2 separate regions of the Mus musculus genome follow, and region 2 is linked to region 1. The links are chromatin contacts, called in public HiChIP or PLAC-seq maps. All regions are on one chromosome and are shown on one strand. Each heading gives the region's core, a stretch centred on a gene start, on an enhancer-like site or on the middle of the called end of the contact. The rest is flanking DNA. Distances are from core to core; before and after follow the strand shown. Region 1 holds the start of AU020206 (expressed sequence AU020206). Region 2 overlaps Akap13 (A kinase (PRKA) anchor protein 13).

Region 1 (3,324 bases), core at 313-2,812:
TCTCCTTCTCCTTCTTCTTCCTCCTCCTCCTCCTTCATCCTCCTCCTCCCCCTCCTCCTCCTCCTTCCTCCTCTTCCTCCTCCTCCTCCTCCTCCTCCTCCTCCTCCTCCCCCCCACTTCATCTCCTCCTCCTCCTTCTTTTTGGTTTTTCGAGACAGGGTTTCTCTGTGTAGCCCTGGCTGTCCTGGAACTCACTCTGTATACCAGGCTGGCCCTGAACTCAAATCTGCCTCCCTCTGCCTCCCAAGTGCTGGGATTAAAGGTGTGTGCCACCACTGCCCGGCAGTATCTGGTCTCTTTTTTTTTTGTTTCTGGTCTCTCTTAATAATACATTTCTGAGTCACACAGAAGGAAAGGGGCATGAATACATTTCTGAGTCACACAGAAGGAAAGGGGCATGAGGAGAAACAGAACACATCTGACCCTTGGCTTATCTTCAGTGATGGTCAAACCTCAGTGGATAGGTGGCTGACTTAAGATGTGGATACTCACAGTGTGGAGAGTCCTTGATGCAGCTTCAAGGATATTGGCAAGAATATTTACTTTTGGCTTGGAGGACAAGGGAGGAGGCTCAGATAAGAATAATGTACTGTGTTCCTTGTGTCTTGGTCATCCTGTTTATTGCCTTGTTTGACTACATTGTCTTTAATCTAAGAACTGACCTTAGATGACATAAAAGCAAGCTGGAGAAAAATAAACCCACATCAGCCCTGGTTGGGGTCGTGTTATAATGTTGTTTAATTGTCTTTTCTTTCTTTAACCTCCCTCCCTCCTTTGAGACCCCGATGACTGAGCTGGCTTCATGCAGAAGGAAAGGGGCGTGGGGAGAAGCAGAACACATCTACCCTTGGCTTATTTTCAATAATGATCAAGCCCCAGCAAATGTGAATGTGTGGCTGACTTAAGATGTAGATACTCACACCATGCTTCATCTTTACAAGGTCACTGCTGCAGGCCATGGGACTCCTGGAATGCAGTTTGTTGCCTTGAGTAAACCAAGATTTGGTTTTGGTTTTGGTTTTGGTTTTGGCTTTTGTTTTTTTTCCGAGACAGGGTTTCTCTGTGTAGCCCTGGCTGTCCTGGAACTCACTTTGTAGACCAGGCTGGCCTCGAACTCAGAAATCTGCCTGCCTCTGCCTCCCGAGTGCTGGGATTAAAGGTGTGCGCCACTACTAAACCAGGGTTTTACTGGGTGGGGGTGGGGGCGGATTAAAACATTTGCGTTGCAATCTAACTAGGTGTGGGAGGCAAAAATATATGAATCCTTTGTTCTTTTTTCTGAGTTCGAGGCCAGCCTGGTCTATAAAGTGAGTTCCAGGACAGCCAGGGCTATACAGAGAAACCCTGTCTCGAAAACAAACAAACAAAAAAAGAATCAGGTGGCACTAACTTTTCTTTCCCCTCCCGGCCCCTCGCTGGACCAGAGGCTGGGGCAGCCCACCCCTTCCTCCAAATGCAGCTGTAGTATGGGTTCGTCGGGCCATCCGTCACAAATCTACGGCCTCTGATTGGCTTTTGTGCTTAGGAACCATAAAATGGGGCGGGAATTGGGGAGAAATTGGCTTTTTGGCGGCAGCACTGCGTCAGCGGCGGCGGCGGCGGCAGGGACTTGCAGTGCGTGAGCTGCATGGTGAGTACCGGGTTGAGTCCTGGCCGACCGTGTTCGCAGTGCCCGTTATCCGGACGGCCTCCTTGCGGCAGGAGCGCCCGGAAGCGTGTGGAACCGTGGGTCCGGTTTACTGGGTCGGGGAGTTTGGGTCGAGATAGCAGCCGGACTCCATTTAAGACCAGGAGTCATTTTGAGATTCTGCCTCAGTTAGGTTAAAGTTTTTTGGGGTGGGGTGGGGGCTAGAGGGTTTCGAGACAGGGTTTCTCTGTGTAGCCCTGGCTGTCCTGGAACTTACTTTGTAGACCAGGCAGGACTCGAACTCAGAAATCCACCTGCCACTGCCTCCCACGTGCTGGGATTAAAGGCGTGCACCACCACTGCCCGGCTAGGTAAAAGTTTTTTGTTTTGTTTTGTTTGTTTTTTGAGACAGGGTTTCTCTGTGTAGCCCTGGCTGTCCTGGAACTCACTTTGTAGACCCGACTGGGGTAAAAGTTTTAATATTCTGTTTCTTGGAGTTAGGCTGTGCCCGACAGATGTTTTGTACCTTGTGCTCCAGGAAGAGTTCTATAACTGCCTTGTGCTCTCTGTAAACCCGCCTGCTTGCAAAATACCTCTCTCTCCCATTGGTTTTGTCCTATAAGAGAAGTATGGGAAATTTAGGGGGAGACAGCTGTGCACAGACTTGGCTGTGCACGGAATAAGGTGTTCTTTATCCTCATTCGGTGGGATTAATAAATTAATTAATTTTGGAGGCTCCAGTGATATAAGAAGCTGTTAGGGTCCATAAACTGTATAAACATAGATTTCAGTCAGGGATAGTTTATCGAACGCACATCCTAAGATTGATCAATCAGAGATGTAGCTCAGACTCTACAGCTGGAAGCTACAACCCTGAATGTTTTCTAGGGTCAGTTTATAGAGGTTAAAACCCCACAGGGAGCTTTTATAAGCAGGTACTGGGCGGGCTGCAGGTGGTCTGCCTTTCCCAAGTTGTTACTAGTTTAGGCATAACAGTTGAAGCTGGTTTCTATTTTGGTTGGTCCCAAGTGAAGGCTGTGGTTGGGGAATTTCTAAGAACCTCAGAACAGAACAGGATATATGGCCAACTTGATCTCTCTCTGAGCCAAACTGTTGTCAGCAGTATGAGGTGGCTGACAAGCATGAGGCAGGAGGGTTACAGCTAAATTGGGGGGGGGGGGCGGGGGACGGAGGGGGGGGTGGGGGGGCGGGGGGGGAGGGGCTAAGCTAGGGCGGAGGGTAGCTTTAACAAATCCCTACCCAAATTCAGAACCTGGACCCTTCCCTTCAAACCTCAGGTACCAGAGCACCACTGCCCAGGGTGTGCACCTTGAGACGTTCCAAGGCCCCTGCAGGCTTGATTTCAGTTCGGAGGTCCACAGCTGCAGGAAAAGAAACCCAGCAAGCACCTGGATGAGGAGCCTTCATTGGTAAGTCATTGCTTTCCTTACGTAACATCTGGTCCTCTTCTACTAGGATCCCATCTGGATACAGTGTCTTAGGAGATAGATGAACTCCTGTCCAGGGCACTAGGGAGAGGTCACACTGCCTTCTTGGTCCTGTGTGTCCTGTTCTGTTTTGTTTGCCTTTTCTGTTTTTTGTTTTGTTTTGTTTTGTTTTTTGTTTTTGTCCTGAGTCTTCTGAGGTTTGGGTTTGGGGTGACTGGAAGACAAAATGGGTAACAAGACTAGTAAACC
Region 2 (3,324 bases), core at 252-2,751, 82 kb after region 1:
GCTGTCCTGGAACTCACTTTGTAGACCAGGCTGGCCTCGAACTCAGAAATCCGCCTGCCTCTGCCTCCTGAGTGCTGGGATTAAAGGTGTGCCACCACCACGGCCAGCTAGCAATGTTTTATAAGAAGATATTTTAGAAAAGTTGACAATGGTAAAATGGTAATTGGTTATTATTCTTAAATTTAATATGTCTATATTTAACTATTGCTAACATGCTTTAACTGTACTGTGGAATAAGAATCCAATGACATTTAAAAATGATGAGACTGGGCACAATAATACTAGGGTGCTATGCAAGAAACTTGGTTTTCACTTTCTTAATCCTATCCTTTTAGAAGGTAGGGTATTCTGTGAGCATGAAAACCAAATGTGATTAGGCATCTTGGGAAATTCTTTCATATACAAGGCACAGAAACTCGGAATTGGGTCTGAATGGCTCACTATAACGTTAACTAAGGTATCAGCTGGCGAGAAAGTCCTTTTTAGTCAGAGAACTTTTGAGTCATACTAGGAACTGGTTTAAAATGTGTCTTGTGTCTTGAAGCTGTCCTTGTAAAAACGAGAGCTTAATAGAAAAAGACAATCAGTGGCGTGAAGACCACTCTCTTCGTGAAGGCAACAGTGTGTATGTATCCAAGGACCTTAATACATGTATAATACACACAATTTACTCAGCAGGAAACAGAACTACTGCTCAAAGACAATACGACAAAAGAGAAACTGCCCATCTTCCTCTTACGCTTCCTGTTTAGGGCTCCTAAGCTTCTGAAAAGCATTCCGTCTATACATCTGCAACGTCTGCATGTTACAGCTGACTCAAAGGTTATGTATGCAGGACTGATAACTAAATTCCTTATATAATAAAAACTATACACAGAAAAACTTGGCACTATTGGGCAACACATATTGTCTAGGAGTGTGAAACATTTGCTGCCTAATAGCTAACTTTGGCTACTCAGAGAGTCCAAAGAGTGTTGGCAGTCACAGCTTAACATGTGGGATAACAAACTCAAGTTTATAATTGTCTTCTCATAGACACACACACTATGTTTACTCAGAGAGACTTTCCTAACTATATTCAGATACAACTCATATGTATTGGTTAGCAGCTGAATAACTATATGGTCTCATTAACACATATTTAAAAATTAATAATCTTAGCACTTGAGTGGTTACATTACTGGCCCAATATGTGCAAGGCCCTACAATCTCCAGCACTGAAGAAAAAGAGAAAACAACCAACTCCTAAACAGGGTAAGAGAAGTGAAAGTTCATTATTTTTATAGAAAAAATAGTGTTAATATCTATGGTATCACTTTTTTTTTTAAACAATATAGGAAACATCATTCAATAGTTAGGAAAAAGAGTTGACTGATACTCACTTATCTGTATAATTGGGTGGACACACAACTAATTCTCTCTCATTACCTCTGCTTATACTGACAAGGTCACAGTGTTCTGTAGCAGCTGTATAACAGTCTTATTTAACAGTAAGCTAACCTCCACTCACAGGAAAGACGGCAGGTTAACATGCCTGGCCACAGGGGTACTTGAAAACACACAGTAAAGGGAACCGTACTGCAATCTGCAGAGTTATGAATTTGCAATTTTTGGAGTTTCTATTGCTGGAGACAGTTTAGCCCCCAAAGATCAAATCTTGAAGCCAAGTCAGAAAGAGGAACCATGTCAATTGCAAAAGAGTGTTGTCATTTTGTCGACAGAGAGGAATGGAGGCAAGAAGTCAACTGGTTCTTTAACGGTGATGACAGACCTGACTCGAACACAGGTAGCCTATTTTCCTGTCCCATCTCATCACCTGCCTCTTACCTAATGGTAGTCATTTGAAGTGAAAAAATATTAAAGACAAATGAAAAAGAACTACTTAGTAGTGGATTTTGCTGAAAAATAAGCACACGATGACAGGCAACATGTGTGGGAAGCCAGACCTCACGTAGCTCTGCCAGACCATTATCTAGACTTGCTACTTGAAACACAGTCTATAGAGTACGGAAGTTGGGTGAGATTCTGTTTTAAAGATGACGTTCCAGTTTCTAAGTCTGATTCCACATTATCTTTTTTTTCTGTCTGTATTACCTGCCCCCTCAGCAATCTCACTGTTGAATCTACCATTCATTGGGAGAGGTGGTCAGAGGTAGTCTCTACTGACTTGTTGGCCTTATAATTATGTGTGTGTATGTTTGGATAAGGTTCCAGTTTAAAAGCAAAATAAAAAAAAAATAACAGAAACATTTTGAATTCATCCAAACCTAACCATGACATTTTCAAGGTTAACTGAGAATTACAGGCCACTAAGCAAAGAAGCCATTCAATAATACATGGTTCGGTTTTCCCAAGGGAATTTTCTTGTGTTGATAGCAACTATAGACGAAGGAAGCCAAAGGAAACATGCAGGTTCTGCTACTGCCAGTATGTGGAATACAGTATGCATCCCCTCCTCCTGGCTTCATATTCATTCATATATATATATTTTTTTCTCAAACTAGAATGGATCCAATAAAACACACAATTAGGCTAGAAATGATTTAGTAGACTGTATTTTCATCCTATACTTGGTAGGAAAAATGGTGAAAAAGCAGATTTGGTGTAAGAGTTTTGTGGTAAAAGATACTTTATTTACAAAACCTGGCATCACAGCTAGGATAGTAAATGCACTCACTCTCAAAGGTCCTTGTGCTTGCTCCCTACACTTGGCGGGGAGCCTCCTGGAGAGAACTTATGGGGTGTGTGCCCTTGAAGGGGGTTATGAAGCCCCAGCCCCTCTCTCTGCTTCCCCTCCAGTAGGTGCTCTGCCATGGGGCACTTTACTACCACAGCCCCAAAGCAACAATACTAGGTGAACATAGGCTGAAACCTCTGAAATCGATTCCTTCTTAAAGAGACGACTATAGCAGGTAATTTGTTACCACACGGAAAGCCAACACAGTTAGTAAAACTTATTGGCTGTATTTCTATTAGCTTTCACAACGAGTGCCTGAAAGGCTTAGTCAGGGGAAAGAGAGTACTTTTTTTTTTTTTAAATTGAAAAAAATTAATATATTTTGATCTTTTTTCCCTACCTCTTTCCTAATTCTTCCCAGGATCTCCCTACTTCTCTACATCTTCTATTAGAAAAACAAATAACAAAAAACAAACAAACAAAAAAATACTACCAACACAAAGCAACCCTTTAAAAACACAAAAATGAAAGTCAAGACAATTTTTGTTTTTGCAAAAGAATAGTTAAGACCAAAAAAAAAAAAAAAAAAAAAAGGCAAAATAAACAAACCAAAATGAAATAAAAATACCACTGAGCTCATTTGCTCA

Evidence for each region. HiChIP or PLAC-seq counts read pairs in DNA pulled down with a chosen protein or histone mark.
Region 2: a contact with region 1 is called in an H3K27ac HiChIP or PLAC-seq map of microglia, with 4 times the contacts expected there. The contact joins the enhancer-like site here to the promoter of AU020206 in region 1. A contact is called at or near these places in 1 of 484 Hi-C or Micro-C datasets (CD4 T cells), 2 of 115 datasets of contacts at active chromatin or transcription factors (the 230-238 cell line and microglia) and 3 of 9 other capture datasets (adipose tissue, liver and pancreatic islet).

Annotation. Positions count from the first base shown.
Region 1 is chr7:75,780,358-75,783,681 of GRCm38.p6, reverse strand. It overlaps AU020206 (expressed sequence AU020206), which reads left to right and starts at 1,562. Exons shown (of 3, transcript NR_165329.1): 1 at 1,562-1,630; 2 at 2,926-3,057. RefSeq lists a cis regulatory region at 1,199-1,941.
Region 2 is chr7:75,698,323-75,701,646 of GRCm38.p6, reverse strand. The region is part of intron 16 of Akap13 (A kinase (PRKA) anchor protein 13); the gene reads right to left. Among named protein-coding and RNA genes, the nearest start is that of AU020206, 82 kb to the left of the region's middle. Within about 2 kb of position 1,501, at least 119 of the 459 cell types and tissues checked have an H3K27ac peak or open chromatin away from gene starts, as enhancers often do. A contact at or near this core is called in the 230-238 cell line, adipose tissue and microglia, where this site is marked.